Regions from separate parts of the Mus musculus genome. Here region 1 is linked to region 2. The links are chromatin contacts, called in public HiChIP or PLAC-seq maps. All regions are on one chromosome and are shown on one strand. The core of a region is the stretch at or near the end of the contact, and the rest is flanking DNA. Distances in the headings are between cores, read along the strand shown.

Region 1 (6,342 bases), core at 2,249-4,748, 130 kb after region 2:
ATTTTTAGAATATTGATGTGTTTTTAAAAGAAATCGAAATCCCAGAATTCTCACTACACTTCCCCCTTCTGTTGTTAAGTCATTAACTGTGCTCTCTCATTAACTGTGTGGGAAATTATAAACAGACATTTTTCAAAGAAGTCAGTGCTTTTCAGGTCATGGCCAAGGTTTCCAGGAGACGTCTCCTGCCCAGTTCTAATCCTATCAGCTTTGATGGTGTAGTGGTTTGAATAGGTTTGACCTCCATAGGTTCAAGTGTTTCAATGCTTAGGCGTAGGTAGGGAGTGTCACTATTAAGAGGTATGGCTTTATTGGAGTATGTGTGGCCTCGTTGGTGGAGGTGTGCCACTGTGAAGGCTTTGAGGTCTTTTGTGTCACTGTGAAGGCTTTGAGGTCTTTTATGCTCAGGCTTCACCCAGTGTGGAAGGCAGCCTCCTTCTGGCTGCCTGTGGTGGACATTTTCCTCTTGGCTTCCTTCAGATGGAGATGTAGAACTTTCAGCTCCTTTACCAGCACCATGCCTGCCTGTAGCCTGCCATGTTTCCTGCTATAATACTAGATTGAACCTCTGAACTTGTAAGCCAGCCCCAATTAAATGTTTTCTTTTATAAGAGTTGCCTTGGTCATGGTGTCTGTTCATAGCAGCTGGCAAAACCACACTTCTGCTAGAGCATGAGGCAAATCAGGGTCAGCTGGTATGGACAGTCCAAAGCAGCCCCTTATCCCACACATGGGATTAAAACAAAAGCATGTTCTTATAATGTTTCTGTGTTTTTAAGAGAAACCAAACTCCAGAATTCTCACTACAGTCTGACTCATGTGTGCAAAGCAAGTGCTGTACCACGGAGCCACACCCCGGTCCCAATTTTCATTAAAAATTAATCATTTATCTTCATTATGCTAGTGATGGATCCTAGGGTCCTGCAAATGCTAGACAAACACTCGGACACTGAGCTATGTCTCTTGCTCCCAAAATGCCTTTAAACATACCTCGCTGAAGTAGGAGGAGGAGTTGTAGCACTTGGTGCCAATCAAAACACCAGGAACTGTCCGTATCACTTCCGCTGCCTGGATACGGAGTGGAGGTATCAAGCCAGCCTCACAAACTCCTCCTAAGCAAGACAGCCAGCCGCTGGCCTCAGAGCGGCTCTTAGGATCTGGTGTGATCTTTCCCTTTCCACAGTCACTGTCCTTTCTTTGTTACCCATCTTGTAACAATCCACCCACTCTCTGGGACATGGTAATAAATATTGTATATAGTATATCTCCCTTTAAACTGTGTTACTCTGCCAAGGAAAGAACCCAAATTATTTGAAGCTGGGGCACAGTAGGATTCATAACAGTTGCTTTAGTCTTCTATCTGTAACTAAAAATCCTGTTCCTAGGAATATAGGACCACCGGGTTATAATTGCTTTTGAAAAGTGTGTTATGTGACTGGGGAACATGCAGCACCCTGGGCTCCATCCTCAGCGTCTCACGTGATGGCTTGTGAATAGCGTGCTGTAAAAGGGTGGATGAGGGTATGCGGTGGTGCACACCTTTAATCCTAGCACTCAGGTGGCAGAGGCAGTAGGATCTCTGGGAATGGAGGTCAGCCTGCTTTACATATTAAGATCCAGGAGAGCTAGGGCTACATGGAGTGTCTAAAGAAAGACCAGACTCAGACATGGTCACGAATGGACACACACACACACACACACACACACACACACACACACACACACACACACACACACAGAGAGAGAAATAATAACAAATAGAATCCTGCTAGCACTGTGGTTTATCGTGATATAAAGGTTGCAGGAAAGCACAGAAGAGCACTGCTCTGCACATGCGTGATAGCAAGGCTCCAATCAGTCAGCCGGGATCTCGGTCTGGAGAGGTTTTTACAGACGTTACCTCAGTAAACGTTAGAACTAAACCGACACACATGCTTATGCAGAGACCATCAGCTTTCAACATGTGAAGCAGGGTCTCGGGGTAGTGTCATTTAGAGGATGGCAGTGGCTCAGGGAAGTTAAAGTCACAGCTAAAAGTCAGGTCCAATTATTCTGGCTTCAAAGGAAGCATTTCTAGGCCTGGCAGAGACAGGGGGACCACCATAAGTCTCAGGCCAGCTTGATCTTCACAATGAGTTCTAGGCCATTGGTGCTATACAGTGAGGCCATCTTAAAAACAAAATAAACAAGCAAACCAAAAAGTCAGCTTTCTGACCTCCACACTTTGTCTTGTCTGGCTGGGATCACACCCTGAGAGCTTCTAGGCAGGTACAGACCCGTAAAGTTGACTCACGCGATGTAAATCCTAACTGACTGTTAGGAGGACCCACTCCCACCCCCACAGAGCTCACCTGAACCGGGAATGCAAAGCTAACATAAGGAAAATGCAATAAGTTATGCAGCCCGTGAAAGAGCCTTGGCCAGTGCTCCACGCACTGGGGCGGAGGGCATGCCGATCTGAATCCTGAGCAATGGCTTTCTTACTATGTAGTGATGCCCTAGATCTGGAAGAAGTCAGCGGAAGTCACCTTGTGTCCTATGTCCAGCTTATGTGTCTGACCCCTGTGCTTAATGCAGCTTCGTCACAGTTACTCACCCTTAGCTATTATCCCCAGCCAACCTCAGTGAAACTTCATGTGTGCTTCTTTTTCTGCCTTTACTAGTACTTTAGTGTAGCACTACATTTTTTTTCAATTTTAAAATAGAAAAGCTAATAAATCCATATTCATCTCTTGTTTACAGATTTTTGGTGGTTTTACTTTATTTATAGATGGTGGGGGGGGGGAATCTCACTATGTACCCTGGCTGGCCTGAAACTCACAGACACCCACCTGCTTCTATTGCTAGAGTATTGGGTAAGAGGTGTATGCCACCAAGCATGGCTCTATGGATTTATTCTACAACTTTCTGTCCAGGTAGGCTACAAGCCCACTGTATAGCTGAAGATAATCAGCTTCCGAAGCTCCTCCTCCACCTCCCCAGGGTTGGGGTTACAGGAGTACCAGTGCGGCTGATGTATGCTGCAACTTTAAGTTTTCACATCCTATTTTTTAATGATGGTTCTTAAACACTTTAACCTCCCTTTAGCCCACTACCCACCAGAGGTAGTTGAAAAGAAAGGATATGGGAACCCATCCTGTTTAGAAGTGAACCTGTTTAGAAAGGTTCTTTGAAGCAACTCCCGTCTGTGTTGTCTGAAGTCATCAGTTCACAGGCTAGAAGGCAGCGGCAGCTCGATCCACTCAAACATTTCACGGATACACAAGCAGTCCAGTTCAGAAAAGTGGTTAGCAGCAACGGTGACAGGACCTAGCAGGGACAGCCAGGCCTCAGCCTCAGCTCCAGTCAGCAGGAGGGACCCAGAGGGACACCAGGAGAAGTTCCTCAGCTGTGTTTCTCTCAGGGAAACGAAAATCAGCAAAGACTCAAGACCCACAAGAGTAGCACAAACTAGCTGTGTCAGCAGGCCAAGCTCTCTGTCACTCGGTCCGAGTCCTATTTATACCCTCCAGACATCATGTGTCCTCCACGTGCCCTGCCTCTGCAGGTGCATCCAATCAGCTGGAGTCTGAGGAGTCCAGCTCAACTACTCAGTGGAAGGTGGACCAATGTTCGAGTCCTTAGCAAAGAATCCTCCATCATGGGTCCTTTCACATGTTTGCTTTAGCAGAAAATTTTCTCTCCTGTGTCTGCTTCAGTGAAATATTCATTCACATGTTTGCCCCAGCAAGACACCATAAAACTGACTTTCCTAAGAACCCTTAAGTTTCCACTGCAGGATGCAGTGCTGGGAATCAAACCCAGGATGTGGAGGATGCCAGGGCAAGCACTCTGCCAAGCGAGCCATATCCCTAGTCCAGTAGTTGTTTTATGAAGTGCAACCCTCACTTTGCAAATCTTGGAAGAGCAGCAATTAGAGGAAAAGGCCCACATGACCAGGCTGGCAAGTTAAAACGGCTCTGAAACTGGAGCAGACAGACAGAGGCATCCAACTCTTCCAGCTGAGCATGGACCTAAATTAAGTGTACATGGAAATACAATGTCCACGTCACAGAGAATACCCTTTAGAAACAACTTTTTAAAAAAGAGATCGTCTCTAGGATCTAGCCCAGGCCACCGGCAAGCTCTCTGCCCAGTGCAGCTCCTGCATGACAGCTGTGCCCCACTGCGCCTGGCATAACAACCTAGACAGTGAAGCCTATCATAACGTGAACTTAACAATCATTTAGCGTGCTACATTAGCCTAATAAAATGGTGTACTGAAAGTGAGATCTAACACTAAGGACAGACATTAACCTGCAACCACTATAATTTGTCCCTGAATTTGTAGCTGGATCCTTCCTGGATTTTCATTTTTGAGAATTATATAGTCTTGCATGCGCGCCCTGACTCGCCAGCAAGAACGATGCTGCAACAGGATCCTTCCGCACACGTTTATTGGGAGAGCTTGATTGCAGAGGTGAAAAGACCCCAAGCCCAGAACTGGTGCTGCTTATATAGGCCTAGGAGAGGCATGTCTCACACCCGGATTGGTTATGCATGGATTATGCTTACCACCTCATTTGCATGCCTACATCTGATTGGTTAACTTGTCTCTCATCTGATTGGTTAACTTGTCTCTCATCTGATTAATTCTCAAAACCTCATCTTGGCAAACTTTACTGCCTATGTATGCGTGGCGGCCAGCTGTAACCAGCGCCACCCTGCAACGGCACATGTGGCTTCCCACAATACACATTACTGGGCACAGAGTGACAGTAGATACATGGTCCCTTGCTTACAAGGGAAAACTAGCAGTCTGGGCAACCTCAGTGTCACAGGGAGAGGATGATGTGAACTCATGGACAGATTACTGCTCGGCTTCAAGACGGCCACAGGAGCCTCCCAGGAGCAACAGCAGAAGCAGGTGCTTTGATGGAGGAAACAGCGTGTTTACAGATGGTCATTTGACATCCACCACATAACCATACGGAACCAGCGTATGAAAACTCAAGCTTTTATTCCAGAGCAGTATTTCTAAGTTACATTTTATTTATTTGTATATGTGTGCATGCACAAGGACAACTTGTAAGAAGTGGTTCTGTCCTTCCACTGTGTGGGGCCCAAGAATCTAACTCTAGCAGTCATCAGGCTTGGTGACAAGGGCTTTTGCCTGCTGAGCCATCACACACACACACACGCACACGCACACGCACACACACACACACGTGCATGCCATAGCCCATGTGTGGAGGTCTGAGAACAGTTGGGAGTTCTATCACATAGGTCCCACTACTTTATCACATGGGTCCCAGAGATCAAACTCAGGTTGTCAGGCTTGGCGCTAAGCACCTCTACCCACTGAGTCATTTCAAGGGCCACTTAAATATTTTGAAAAAAAAAAAAAAAGGGCTGTATGTCACTCAGTCCTTGTTCACAGACATAAGGAAATGTAACAGTAACAGAAATAGTGATTTTGAAAACTTCTAACAGATCACAAAACATTAAGACACCATTGAATTTTCAGCATACTACAAATAGACATTTAGATGCATTCTCTTTAATGATTTTAAAATGAAGATCTGAGGGCCGGCTCAGTGGTTAAGAGCACTCACTGCTCTCACAGAGAACCTGAGTTCAGTTTCCAGCACCCACCCACGTGGTGGCTCACAACTATGCGTAACTCCAGTTCCAGGGGATTGGACACCCTCATGTGACTTCCAGCCACCAGGCATGCATGCTGTATACAAACATAAAAGCAGGAAAAATACTGTCTGAGTTAGGGTTTTATTGCTGTGAAGAGACACTATAACCAAGGCAACTCTTATAAAGGCAAGCATTTAACTGGGGTATTAGAGTTAAGAACACAAATTCCTGCCCTTAGTTTAAGTAGTAGTGAGAAAACAGAAAAAGGGTTTGTATATACAAGCACACATGGGATCACATGTCATCCACTGAACTGGAAAAGAATTCCAGGCAGACAAGAGTGGCCAGAGGGACGTGGGTTGACCTTGAGTAAGGAAGCAGAGACATCAGGGAACTGGGCAGCTAGTGTTCTGTAGACTACGACAAATTCGTTGGGACTTGGGGCCATGTGAGATGAGTTCTGAGATGGCTGGAGGGTGGGGGAGAAGCAAGTGACTAGAACCTGAGATGATAACGACGGCAGGTGATGCAAACACCTGCAGAAGATCAGCAACTCCTCGGCTCCACATCCCGCCAGTCCTGGAGTGGAAAAGCAAGGAACCAAGCAGAACACTAAAGCCATCTCAGGCTGGTTGTAGTAGAACAGGCCAGTAACTCCACCATTTGGGAGAGGGAGGCAGGAGTTCAAGGCCACCCTGGGCTACATACTGAGATCAA
Region 2 (6,052 bases), core at 405-2,904:
CTCTTGAGTTGAACAAAATTGTTATGCCTGTGTAGTATCCACGGTCTCTGGGGAACTTCAGAGATCAGCAGGGGTTCCAGAGGACTGCTGGAAGAGAACAAGTAGTTCCCATGCCTGGGAGAAATGAAGAGACCAGACAGGACTGTTCCTTGGCAAGATGTGCCAGACAGCCAATGATGCTGTAGCCCCTTGTACAGATGCTCCTGGTCCTGGGCCCTGCCCTGATTTGTCACTGTTCCCTCCCTCCCTCCTCTCCCCCCCCTTTTTTCTGCAGTGCTTGGGGATGGAGCCTAAGGCTTTGCCAATGCTAGAAAAAAATGCTTTATCACTGAGCTGCAACCCCTACCCCCAGCCCCAGTCCCACCTTCTTTTGGTCAGGTTGTGGCTCCAAGCAGAGTCCCTGGCCTGTGCTCTGGTCTGGAGAATATACCCATACTGTGATTTGCCCTCTTGAATAAGATTTTATCTCTCTCAGGGTAATAATTTAATAAAAGAGGGAGAAAACATTTGCTTCCACCTGTGGGGCTTTCTCCTGCTTCTGAGAAACAGAATGTACAATTTAAATCCGATAATCTGAGATAAGGTGTCTGCAACTGCCTTTTGCCTCTTAAAAATGCCTTTTATTTCAGTCCAGGCAGGAAAGAGATGAAGTGTCATGTCTGAAGAGAGATTCTGGGGGCGGCAGAGTCAGGCAGGACACACAAATGGCGCCATATTGCTACCTGGCCAGACTGTTCCACCACACGTCTGATGAAGTCAGAAAAATGAAGGGTACCCAGTTCTGGGAATGGGCGCTCAGTGGGAAGGTGGTTTTTTTTTTTCTCTTCCACCCCCCCCCCCAGGCTCCTTCAGCGGTCATGGCTTCAGTCTAGTTTTTGCCATACACGGAGGCTAAAGCCAGTGTGTACACAAGCAGGAGGCCATGCAGGGAAAACAAACAACGATTTGCTGGGCAGCAGAGCAACCGATGGCAGTGGGCAGACAAGGAACTGATGGTGATGGACAGACAGTCAGCCCGTGGTGTAGATCCCAAATGTCGCCTTCTCTCCCTAGGATACCTGCTTTGGCCAGCCTTTTTTCCCCCCGTTGTACATGCACACCCCTTTGCTCACTGACATGCAGACCGACATAGCTGCGGTCCTGAGGCCTTTTGCAAAGACGCAGAGGCAAGGCCTCAGGGAGTTGGGGAAGCTCTAGAAGCTAAGGAAATGGACATCTGCGGCCTTAGGGGAAAGGAGAGAACAGTGGGTGGGGCAGGTCCCCCAGGAGGTGAAAGCAACGAGAACTGGTATTATCAAGTGTCGATGAGAGAGGATGAACTAGCCAGGCAAAATGAAGGTGTACAATCATACTCGCCTCGGGAAAAGGCTTTCAGAAGAGAGCTGGGGAATGGATGAGGTGATATGTGGCGGCGGCTATTTAGGATACCTGATGCAGGCTTACTGAGAAGATCTTCCAGCAGGATCTACGGAGGGGTTCTTCCTACTTGTTCCGGCAGCTGCCTTCTGGGGCTAATGTATTCCCCTCAGGCCGCTGCTTGCGGTTCAGAAACTGGCAAAGAGAAGATCGCTGCAGCAGCTGGGGCTGCTACCACCGTCCATGCCCGTGGGCGGCGCCGCTGTCCGGGCTCTGGTGCTGAAGCAGCGGCAGCGGTGGGATCTTGCGCATGCGTCAGCTCCAGAGGCCAGTCGCTGGGCGGGGCCGAAGAGAAATCCGCCAATGGACAGAGGGCAGGAAGGATGGAGGGGAGACAGGGACACGAGCTGCGGCAGAGCCGCAGCATGGGGGGCTGGGGGTTCGTTGTCACGAAGGTTGTAGGCTGCAGTACAGGCCTCTCTACCCTGACCAGCTCTCATCATTGTCCTTAGTAATATGGCCAGACCGTCCCTCCTGGACGCCTTGTACTTTTTACAAGAAACTAAAAAGGAACAACCCGGGTAAAATCCTCCCAACTTGAACCCCAGGCATCCACACTTTGTAACGCAGGGAAGCAGAGAGGTTGGGTCTCATAAATACCCTTATTTCTCTAGGCTTCTCTCAGTGTTCTGTCCTCCCGAGGGAGAGATGGGTATCTGCTCGAGTTGGGTCACTCCTCCCATTTTGGACCTGGCTCTGAGCCTGCGGCCTCTTCCTACATTAAAGCCTCTTCTCGAATCTTTTAAGTGCGCAACAAGGGATAGGGGGAGTGAGAGGAGGAGGGATGCCCAGCCCCTTTCATGCAGTTACCACCACTCTCCACCTACAGAGAGACCTGATAGCCACCCACTTCGGAGCACTTGCCAGCCCCGACGAGGGACTAGCTGTGAAGGAATTGAGGTGTTGGTCGGAAGGGCAGGCCTGGCTAGAGAACTGTAGTTGAATTATAGTGAATACCAGAAGTAGGAGAAGCCTCAGTGTAGAGGAGTCCTTGGTAGATTTGGTTAGGCAAAAGAAAAAACAAAAAACAAAAAACAAAAAACAAAAAAACAAAAACAAAACAAAAACAAAAAAAAAAAAAAACAAAAAAACTTCACAACAAGCAGGCTGTTTTGGGCCTGGCTGTGCTGTGCATGGAGGTGACAAGCTAGAAGCAATGGGCTGAGGAGAGTCAGACTCAAGAGATTTGGCTTAAAGATATCCCTTAATTGTGTCCAAGTGCTGGTCTAGGCAGGCACGGGTTCTAGAGCCCGGGCTGAGTGGATCTGGAGGTTTAGAAGTAAGTGCCTTGAGTGACTTACAGTTGGCTGCAGAGATAAAGGCAGCCTTAAATCAGTGCCAGGAGGCCAGGGTGTGGCTAGACCTAGGAGATGGTTGATAGCACCTCTGATCTACAATTTGTGGCAGAGAAAGGGCAGGGTACAAAGAGAGACATTTCTTTCGAATAGCTTTAAAGCAAGCTTCCTGGAGACAGTGGAGCTGCGGCTGGCTGGGGAGGTTTTGGAAATGTGAAGGCATGAAAGACAGGCAGAGCATGCTTCACCTGGAGTGGGATTTAGGAGACTGTAACAAAAGAAGGTTGGGAGTTCAGTATGTTTTCAGGAAATGGTGAGAATGTACTCAGAGCTGTGGAAGCCCCCATCAGATCAGTGATCTTCAGCAGCGATATGTTGTGGGTACCACTCAGTCAAGTTTCTGAGAATGCCAAGACGGATATCTGGCCTTCATAGTAATGAAATTTAGATAGAACTGGGCTCTGAGGACCAGTCGGATATGAAGAAAGACAGTCTCTAACAACAACAAATATGGCCTCCAAGAGGCTATTTATTTGCAAGGGAAAATTCTAGTTTAGACCCGGTGCCAGGTCAGCTGGGGATTCCATGCAGACTCCTCATCTTGTGTCTTCATTTCTTCTGATTTCTCAGTGATGTGGACCAGGGTGAGGGCCACAGTGCCCTGGGCCATGGCCATGGGATGGGCCACCATGCCCTGGAGGGTGATGTCCTCCAGGACAGTGCCCTGGGCCATGGCCATGGGATGGGCCACCATGTCCTGGAGGGTGATGTCCTCCAGGACAGTGCCCTGGGCCATGGCCATGGGATGGGCCACCATGTCCTGGAGGGTGATGTCCTCCAGGACAGTGTCCTGGGCCATGGCCAGGGTGTGGACCACCAGGTCCTGGAGGGTGATGTCCCTCATGACAGTGTCCCGGACCATGGCCAGGGGGTGGCCCACAATGCCCCTGTGGAAAGCCAAAAGAGAAATGCCAGGGTACAAAGCCAATGCCAATGGCTGCAGTCGATTCTTCTTTACGTCCCCTCCCCAAGGGACTCAGGATTCCTGGGCATCTGCAAGGGGTGTAGTAGGAAGTTGGGTGATACAGATAGCAAGGAACTGCTCCTAGCCCTGCTTCTTTTGCAGTGAAGCCCTTTAGTATCAGGCAATGAAAAGGGGAAAGAGTCTGGATGCTTTAGGTTTATCCCTTTTGCAGAGCTGTGACCTCTTTTCCTGAATCTTCAGTTATTTATTTGTAAGAAACAAGATTATCTTCCCCATCCTGGAGGCCCTGGCAAAATGTCTACAAGTTCTGCCTTGCTAGAAATGACAGCTTACTACACTCAGGGGCAAAGGTGAAGCTGAGGAGGCTGGAGAAGAATCCCCTGAGAGCCCGGCAGAGAGAAAGCCAGGGTCTGGGAGGCTGGAGAAGAACTCCCTGAAAGCCAAGGAGGGAGAAAGCCAGGCTCCAAGAAGAACAACAGGTCAAAGGTAGAGGGTGGACAGCAAGGATATGTTGTGTATAGATAGATGTGTGTTAAATGTATACACAATAGCTATGGTTGTGGAGTGTGGTGGCACTTTAACCCTTTAAGGAGGCAGAGGCAGGTGGATCTCTGTGGGTTCAAGACTAGCCTTATCTAAATAGTGAGTTTCAGATTAGCCAGGGCAATAGAATGAAGCCTTGTATTTAAATTTTTAGCCAGGTATGTTGGTACATGCTTTTTAATTCTAGCAACACAAGAGGCTAGAACCAGGCAGATCTCTATGAGTTCAAGGCTAGTCTGATCTACATAGTGAGCTTCAGGCCAGGCCAAGGCTACATAATGAGATCTTGTCTCACAAATAAAAGTAACTAAATAAAATTTTAAAGCTTGTCTGGGTATGGAGTTCAATGGTAGAGAATTTGTCCACAAACCATAAACCTAGTACTGTAAAAACAAAACACCACAACAAAATAGCGATGTCTGGATATATGCCTGCAGGTGGGTACATAAGCATGTACACATCTGTACACATCTGTACACATATGTTCACACAGGGCGTCTAGGTATGAGCCTATAATGCCCCCGAGCAGCTGCCAGACCTAATCAGGAAGAAGTGAAAGCTCCACTTCTCAGATCTAAGAGGCCTGGGAGAGAACTGTTCCACCTTTCTTGGCTGGAGACCAGCAGTGTTTGTCTCTTGCTATAGGCCTAGGAAAATCACAGGGCACTGGGATCTGAAGCCCAGTGGTGTAGAAATGAGGTTATGGCCCTCTGTTCCAGGAGTGGGATGGCTCCCTACTCTGCTCTGGCCATCCAAGGGGCTGATAGGGCAGAATACCTACAGGGAAGACAGTCTCCATAACTGGGGGCTAGCCTCTTACAACAGTCCCTGCCTCAACAGGGCTCAGCCACTCTAGGAAACAGCCACTTCCCACCCTTCTATGGCAGGGTCACAGATGCAGGCCAGGAAATCTGTCTGCTGCTGGTTGGGAGGGGGTGGTAGTGAGCAGGCAGCCTTCCCTTCCTTCCCTTGCAGAAGCCTGGCCTAGCAGGCCTGCAGTGTGGCTGGGGCTTGAGAGCAAGCAAGCCAGCCAGCCAGGGAAGCACAGAACAGGCTGGGAACTAGCAGGGGAGAGGATGGGCTGCTGGGCCAGGGGAGGGAAGTAAGGAAAGGAGAGAGACAGATGGGAAAACAGAGGAGAGATTGCCAAGGAGAAGGTTGCAGTTGGCAGGGGGTGGGCGGATGCGGCAGCACTCCGCCCTTCCCAGGCTGCTGCCTGAGTCTTCCTGGCTTCATTTGGCAAAGTCCTGGTCCAAGAAGGAGGTGAGAGGTCTGAAAGAAGCAGCCGGGGGGGGGGGGGGGGGCACAAAGAAGGGGAGGGAGGAAGGCTCGAGAATGTGCCTACCTTGCCACCTGTTAGAGAGAAAGGGGGAAAAGAGAGTGGTTTCAGTCCTTTGGTTTTGAAGGGGACAACTTGCCCCTGCCTCTTCTCCGATGCTAGTTCCTGTGTTCACTCCTGCCCCCACCACAGCTCCTCAGACTTGGCCACTTGCCTGACAGTTATTCCTTCATTCATCCACTAACAGCAGATTCATATTGAAAGTCAATACAAAGCTTACTTGTGCATCCCTGTGGGCTCAAGAGCTGGCTGAGTCCCCTGGGTGGCACAGGGCCAGGTAGGAGGTTAAGGTTTTGTCCACACTGCCAGTGGTCTGCCCTCCTAACCTTGGTCAAATTTCAGGGCACTTGGGAGACATGCTATTGTGGTAAACCCCAATTCTTCCTCTTCTTCTGTCTCTGTCTGGGCCCCAGCCAGCCTCCCCCATTCATTCCTGAACATCTGCTTATAGCCCCTCAGAGCTCTGTGCTGGCT

The links. HiChIP or PLAC-seq counts read pairs in DNA pulled down with a chosen protein or histone mark.
Region 1: a contact with region 2 is called in an H3K27ac HiChIP or PLAC-seq map of microglia, with 4 times the contacts expected there. The contact joins the enhancer-like site here to the promoter of Disp2 in region 2. A contact is called at or near these places in 12 of 39 promoter capture datasets (the C10 cell line, the HPC-7 cell line, embryonic stem cells and 7 more), 1 of 15 datasets of contacts at CTCF or cohesin (large pre-B cells), 9 of 484 Hi-C or Micro-C datasets (embryonic fibroblasts, embryonic stem cells, liver and 4 more), 6 of 115 datasets of contacts at active chromatin or transcription factors (bone marrow-derived macrophages, double positive thymocytes, embryonic forebrain and 3 more) and 3 of 9 other capture datasets (adipose tissue, liver and pancreatic islet).

Annotation. Positions count from the first base shown.
Region 1 is chr2:118,644,022-118,650,363 of GRCm38.p6, reverse strand. No RefSeq gene overlaps it. Among named protein-coding and RNA genes, the nearest start is that of Pak6, 16 kb to the left of the region's middle. Within about 2 kb of position 3,498, at least 3 of the 459 cell types and tissues checked have an H3K27ac peak or open chromatin away from gene starts, as enhancers often do. A contact at or near this core is called in microglia, where this site is marked.
Region 2 is chr2:118,775,321-118,781,372 of GRCm38.p6, reverse strand. Disp2 (dispatched RND tramsporter family member 2) reads right to left here and starts at 1,654. Exons shown (of 8, transcript NM_170593.3): 1 at 1,429-1,654. Phgr1 (proline/histidine/glycine-rich 1) reads right to left here. Exons shown (of 4, transcript NM_001145644.2): 3 at 5,585-5,592; 4 at 3,208-3,658. The coding sequence ends at 3,338.